Linked DNA regions of Anas platyrhynchos: region 2 is linked to region 1. A link is a contact called in public Hi-C data. All regions are on one chromosome and are shown on one strand. Each heading gives the region's core, a stretch centred on a gene start, on an enhancer-like site or on the middle of the called end of the contact. The rest is flanking DNA. Distances are from core to core; before and after follow the strand shown. Region 1 holds the start of NYX (nyctalopin). Region 2 holds the start of GPR82 (G protein-coupled receptor 82).

Region 1 (3,526 bases), core at 215-2,714:
GATGGCAGCGGTGCTGGCGGGGCTCCTGGAGATGCCACCCCTTCCCCATCCTGCTGGGTCCTTCCCACCCACCTGGGAGCTCCCATAGGGATGTGAGTACCCAAACCAGAAATTATTTACAGCACGAAACTTTCACCTTTGCGGCTCCTGCTCCACTGGTGCCCACTGACTGCGGACCTTGAGGTTTTATTTGCTTATTTTTTTAATCTGTTTGAGTGTCCGTCAAGCCAGGGGCAGGGTGGACCTGAGGGGGCTGCTTGTGGCCAGGGCTGGCTGCAAGGGGAACTTTCGGTGCATGGTGCACGGGGAGCTTTTCCTGGGGTCTGCTCTCTGCTCCAGAGGGTGCTTCTGCATTTTATTCATAGGATGGTACAGTGAGAAATGCAGAAGCTGTCCAGGAAACAGAAGGCAACGCTTCCCCCACCACAACACCCCCCCTGGATGTGTTTGCAAGAGCCCGGCTGCTATTTCGGTGCATTTCTGCCACGCAGAAACCTCCGGGCAGTATCTGTGAATCGTGCAGCACAGTGTCACGGTTTCGACAGGAGGGGGTGACAGTCCTCTTCTGATCCACGCCAGCCCGCAGCTGCCTGCTGTTAGGGCACTTCTTCAGAGGATGGCGGGCTGTGGGTTTGCCTCTCCCCACACCACGGAAAGCAAAAACCTTGCCTCTGCTGCTGGCCAGTACAAAGCCCAGGGCTGCTTGGAGCATAGTTTTAAGATTTTTAATTCATCAGTTCCACAACCTACTCGTTATTTTGCGACTTTCAGAATGTACCACTAAAAATCAGAGTGGCAGCCCCAAGCAGCAAGATTTCCTATTTTTCCTAGCTCACACCCATTGCTCTGACAGCGGAGAGTGTGGGTGGGCTGCCACCAAATGCACCCAAACAGCTGCTGGCAGTGCTCACCAAGCACCAAGGAGGGAGAGGATGTTTTTTGGGTGTCCTGAGTGGTGCAGGGATGCGTGGCCAGGGCTGTGAGCTGAACTGCTTCAGGAGCTTGGGACACGGCTGCTGCCTCAGACCCTGCAGTGGTGAGCTGCAAAAGTGTGCTGTCACCTGCCAAGAGAGCAAGGAGACAAATTATGAGTTCAGGAGATGTGTGGGAACGTCATGGGAGATTAAATGATCCTGGCTTTCCTCACGAGGTGACCCCAGGACAGGACCAGGCTCCCTGATCTCCTGGGTTTCCTCCACCCATCTGTGGCATAGGAGTGGGGACAGGAAAGGAGATGGCCTTTAGTGGCCCTTGGTGGTCCTTCACTGTGCTGTCCTGCCCTGTGGGGCACCAGGGTGCAGGTGGGCGCAGCCAAGCAGTGCCAGGCACGGTGCCACTTCCCCATCCCACACCTGCACCCGCAGGTGCTCCATGTGCGTCCCCAGCACAAGTTCTCAGAGAAATGTGAAAGCTCTGCCGAAATCAAAAGGAACCAATAACCATAGTAAAAAATTCTGTGTAGAATCTCTTTTTTTTTTTTTTTTTTTTTTTTTTGAGGGCTGCGGTGTCTTGCAGAGCCCTGGTGTGATTTATTTTTAATGCTGCACGTCTAGCGCTCCCTTCACCTTTCTCACAGCTCCGCTTGAGCGATGTGGTTCTGCAGCCTGTACGTTCGTTCCCCTGCCTCTTACGCGTGGTGTTCACCTCCTCGGTGTCTGCTGTTTCCCACCGTCCTCGCACAGCAGATGTTCTCTGTTACAACGCAGAGCGGGCACGGTAGCTCCAGCAACTTGTTGCAACACACTTGTTGCTAAAGCGCAGCTGTTGCTAGCGCAGCTTTTCTGACAAGAGCAAGGAGAAGTTTGGGCTGCCCGACTTTCTCTGGCCCTTGCCCACGGGCCAGCCTTTCTCAGTGGTTGTGCATGCAGCTAACCTGCTCAGCACCCCTGCAGGAAGCTGTCACTGCTGCAGGCTTCCTCGTGCTAGTTCCTTGCCTAGGAGGGGGTGAAAGGTGTGTGCGTGGCTGAGGAAGGACTCGGCCACGATGAAAAGCTTTTAGTCAGTTCTCCTGCTGTGTTTTCAGCCAAGTTCTCGATCTGGGGCTCGATTATTCGGTGAATGCGTTTCCATTTTGATTATATGCTTGGGAAGGCATGGTAAGTTCATTTAACAAATCTTCCAGATCACCTGCAAGAGCAAACTGTGCTAACCTTCTGCTTAGTGTGCTGATGATTATGCTGTTGAAGTTCACTTCTGCATAGGTGATTGGCTTCTTTCCTATCTGCCGGCACCTAGGTTAGACAACAAAATTATCCTTGTGTATCAATAAACAGGTAACGACGAGTGCTTTGTGTGACGGGGTGCCCCATGTTACCTGGGGCTCAGAAGCAGAAGTCAGGTGGGGAAGGACAGCGAGCAGAGCACAAATTACCTTGCAGCATGGTACCATGGCTCAGGAGAGCTTCTGCTTTGCTCCCACCAAGCACCTGAGCTGGCTGCAGAGCAGGCTCCTGATGCGGGGCCAGGTAAGTGGTGAACAAGCCCCAGATGTCTGTGCTGTACGAGGGGGAGGAGGCAGCACTGATCCTGCCACGTTGGTGGGAGATGTTAATCACCAGGAGGTAAATAACCTGCCTGCCGAGGCCTGGGGGGGCTGTTGGCTTCAATAACATATCGCATGCTGCGGGTTGGCTGTAGAGAGGCTATTCCAAAAGGTGTTTGCAGGGCTGTGGAAGCGGCTTTATGAAGATGAATGGACTCGCCAGCCGTGAGGGAATTGTGCAGCGTTCCCATCGGCTAACAAGGAACTGAAAGCTGCCAGCAGCCTGGGGAAAGCGCAGCACAAGGAGCTGAGCAAGAGAAAAGCATCTCTGGGCTTGTCACACAGGACAGAAATGACCCTGCAGGGCTGGGGCAGGGCAGCCAGGACAAGCTGCATGAGCCCAGGACCCCAGGCCCTGCATCCCTACACGCCATCCCTACAGGAAATAGGGCAGGCTGGCTGGATCTGGCACTGCCGGCTGTGCCATCTCCCTGTCTGCCTGTGGGACACGAGCAGCAGCTGCTTGAAGGCAGAAGCTGGGGAAGACAGCAGCAGCCCGGCCCCAGGTCAAGTTTTACCAGCAACCATTTGTCCCTGAAATTAAACATCTGAGCATGGCCAGCCAGCTTGAGGAAAAAGAAATGTAGTCGAGGCCAAGACTCAGAGTGGAGAGCTGGGAGATGCAGATTCAAGCCCTCAGCTTTGGTTAACAGAGAGCCAGATTCCCTCTCCCTCCCCAGGGCTGCTCTGGGTATGGCAGGGAGCGTCCCCATAACCCCAGCGATGTTCTCCCTGTGCTGCAGCACTGCGACAGGAGGTGGGAGCTTGCTTCGAGGGTGGGTGCCTGTGGCTGCTCCTGCCTTGTAGGAAGTGCCATGATTGATGAGCACGAGCAGGACATGAAACCGGGTCAGACGGACGGGTTGGGAGAAACCCCATGAGCTGCTGTGGCCAGGATGCCATCAGCAAACCCTCGCACCAGGCAGTGTGGGGGTGTTGACCTTGACGGAGCCACGGTCTGTCCCCGGGGTAAGAAAAGCTCTT
Region 2 (3,551 bases), core at 742-3,241, 130 kb after region 1:
GTGCTTTTGTCCTACAGTTTATGCAGTCAATAAACTTTCAATTTTAATGTTTAATTAAAAACAAACACACAAAACAAAATACAACCCTCCAAAACCCAACAATGCAATAAAACTAAGTACCAAAAGTCAAAGTTCTAAGCAAGCTACTCGGTAAATTATATTTTGGAAAGGAAACATGGATTGCTCACATAGTAGTCAATGCATCTTAGAGACTTATCCTAGTATTAAAGCCACCCAATAGATCAAATTCCAAGTACATGAAATTATACTTCAAGTTAAAGGCTGCTGCATGTTTGATGTATGCTATACATTTATTTAGGATGATTCATTCTTAGCATTCATAGTGGACCCATTTAGAGGCACCCACCTTTCTGTGCCCTATACTAGCAGTTGCCTTCCATCCATCAAGCTTTAGAGACTGAGTGCATTTCTTGGGCCTTTCATGGCACAGAGAGAGCTGGGACTGCTACAGGAGCCAAGGGTAACTGGGCTGCTGCCTTATTCCATCCGATGAGGAGCAGCTGCTGCCAATCTACTCTATATCCTGCTGTACAGCAGGAACAGTTCTCCATCTAGGTTGTGACAGGCACAAGGAGATGAGGTTGATTGGGCTGTCTTCTACCATCTTGAGAATATAGATGGGAGAGGCAGCAGACAAGTGGTTTGCATGTGGATCACTCTGTCATATATGGTTGTACTAAATAACAAGAGTTGGGTACGAGTTATAAATGGCTAAGTGAAATAACTTTCCTCACTGTGAATTTCCTTGTCTTTGCAGTTTTGAGCCACAAAAAAGGTTTTCTACAAACAGCACTAAAAGGCAACATATATTGCTTACTGGCATATAAAATCCAGTAAGAAGTTTAAATTGTAAGTAACCATGGTTTAAGAGTGCTGAAAATATAAATAATTGAGGTGAAGAAAGTAATTGAAGACCATTATGAAGAACTTAACGAGTGTATTGCATAAGAGATGCACATGGACTGTTTGAGTATCATTAAATGTACTGTAGATAAAATAAACCATTTATAGGTTAGGTGGATGGAAATAGTCCACTAAAAGAATGAGGAAGGTGCTTACAGTTTTGAACTAATGACATACTTCTGGTGTTTTTTGTTTTTGCTGATAGTTTTGTTTTTCTTTTTACTTACAATATCCCATTCCTTTGTTGCCCATCTCACTAACCAGTTGCAAAATGAAGTCTGATAGACTGTAATTCACTATATTAATCTGTTATCATACAATAGATCAGTAAAAAAAGTATCATTATCTCTTCGCATAGCAAGAATTATGAGCACTGAATTAAAAATACTACAGGCTACTGGTAATAACCAACTGAGTAATAATAAAAAAACTGCTAACTTTGGGCAACCGCACCTTTTGGCATCTGACCACGGTTTCCCCCTAGCACATTTTCAGTATATCTATTCTTGTGTCTAAAACTGGATGGAATACCACAAAAACAAGGACTTCTAAGACTGCTTAAGAGACTATTAGATATTTAATTAATACAAGAACCTTTCTATTAAAACAAATTTTTAACACAATTATATATTCAAAAGTTGAAAGAAAAGGTAAAACTAAGCTTAACAGGAACAAAAATTAAAATATGCATGCAAACTAATTACAGCATTATGAACTAATTACTAGTATTTCTCAGCAAGTTCCCCTCACTTAAATTTAATCTTAAACGAGATCAATTTTTTAGTATAAATAAAAGGCCAGAATACATGTCCATCATTTTAGAACAACAACAAAAAACTGAACAACTAAATCCATAGTAGATCACTAAAGTGGATTATTGGATTCTTACAGTGGGTGCTTATATGCGAAGCAAAGCAAACACAACAAGAACCTCAGTAAAACTACAGAAGTTTTTTTTATGGTATCTCCTCTGTTCTCATAGAGGAACTTATTTAAGGCTTTTGAAAACTCGTATCTGACGACCACAGATGTATCAGAAAGAAGGAAATTCAGTCTCGAGCTCCGAAGAGCTAAGCGGAGTTTGACTCATCTGTGATCAACACTCTTCTTCCGGAGGAGGGAAAACATCCTTTGTAGCCTTCTGGGTGGTTTCTGTAAAACACCATTTCTTGGACACAATCTGAGTTGGTTTTCCTGAATGATTAGTAAGCCTAGAACGCATCAGCTGTTAACTGCTCCCACAGAATCCAGCATGTGACTAGACAGAAGTGATCTGTTCATTTGGTCACTGGCATGAGGATATGACATGGATATACTCTTATTACTTCAGGTGGGTTTCAGGAACAGAGTCAGCTTCATGAAAACTCTTGGAACTGAAAAACAGTTAAACTGCACTGAAAATAAGTTCTCACGCATAAAATATCAACTTTTCTTTTTCATTCTGGGAAGTGGGCAGTCTTAAAAGAGCATGACTGTAACAATTCCTCCACCCCCCAAAGGAGGAAAGAACCATATAAAGTATTTTAAGGTATTTCTGTGCCATAGCTACATGGCCAAAGGACTGTTACAATCATTCTTCCACTCTTCTCTATTTCATTCGTTTTAATTCTCTAATGGAGCTGTATCCTGACCTAACTGCAAAGACTTTTTTTCGACAGACATTTTTGGTTTGAACTTTAAAAGCCTAGCTGACTTCTGACACTGCCAAAGAAAAGTGCACATTCTGAAAACCTACCTATGTCACGAAGACATTTTTCGTAACTCTATTTTCCAGAATTAAGTATCATCCTTCTCATTGCAGCAGCGGAGATAAAAAGGACGTAAGACAAAATTCCCTCTCTCCAAAGGAAGGTGCCTGCAGCTTGCATAGGTAAGCTTAAAAGTGCTACTTCTTTGTTTCACCAGATAAAATCTGTGTGTTTACACAAAAATGGTCATTAGATTTCTAAATAACTGAATCCAACAATTACTTTATGAATTTAACTCATTGCAATAAAATAATTTAATACAATTTGGTTCAATGATTGATGCGGGACTTAGGCAAAAATGCAACAGCTACAAAAAACTTGGTTTAACTTGCAAGTTGTCAAACATGACCTATGGCATAATTTTTAAATATAACTTTTACAACTTCTTGTTATTTATCTATCTATCATCTTGGTGTATAGGTGTTCTATCATAGTTACACGGAATATTCTTTGGTATTTGCTTATAGATGTTTCAAAAAAAATTACTCTCAACCTGTAAATTTGAAATCTGCTCTTTTCCATATGCTTTTGTATGGAATAATAGCTAAGTTGGATAAACTTCACTAAACTTGTGAATGAGAGAATCTCTCTTCACTACAGGTTAGTAAGTGAAAGGCACATTTTTATGTGCTATAATTGTACAGAACTTTAAACACCAATTAGATTTGATTTCTTACAGTCTAGAAATTGAGAATAAATTGAAAAGTGAACTTGGAAATACATCATTTTTCAGCAACTGTTTCATATGTTCATGACTAAATCATTCATGCCAAATGTGTATCTCTAAGATTAGATCTCTAAACAAAGTAACATTAGATACTGATAACAGTACAAAATAAATGCACCCAGACAGGTCCCAGAATCATGTACAGTTTAATT

What was found. Hi-C and Micro-C count contacts between places; a contact is called where the count stands out from the background.
Region 2: a contact with region 1 is called in a Hi-C map of subcutaneous adipose tissue, with 2.6 times the contacts expected there. The contact joins the promoter of GPR82 here to the promoter of NYX in region 1. A contact is called at or near these places in 5 of 8 Hi-C or Micro-C datasets (F5 follicle, liver, skeletal muscle and 2 more).

The regions. Positions count from the first base shown.
Region 1 is chr1:123,081,103-123,084,628 of IASCAAS_PekinDuck_T2T, forward strand. It overlaps NYX (nyctalopin), which reads left to right and starts at 1,465. Exons shown (of 4, transcript XM_038171471.2): 1 at 1,465-2,096.
Region 2 is chr1:123,212,958-123,216,508 of IASCAAS_PekinDuck_T2T, forward strand. GPR82 (G protein-coupled receptor 82) reads left to right here and starts at 1,992. Exons shown (of 3, transcript XM_038171490.2): 1 at 1,992-2,254; 2 at 2,726-2,794. The region is part of intron 5 of CASK (calcium/calmodulin dependent serine protein kinase); the gene reads right to left.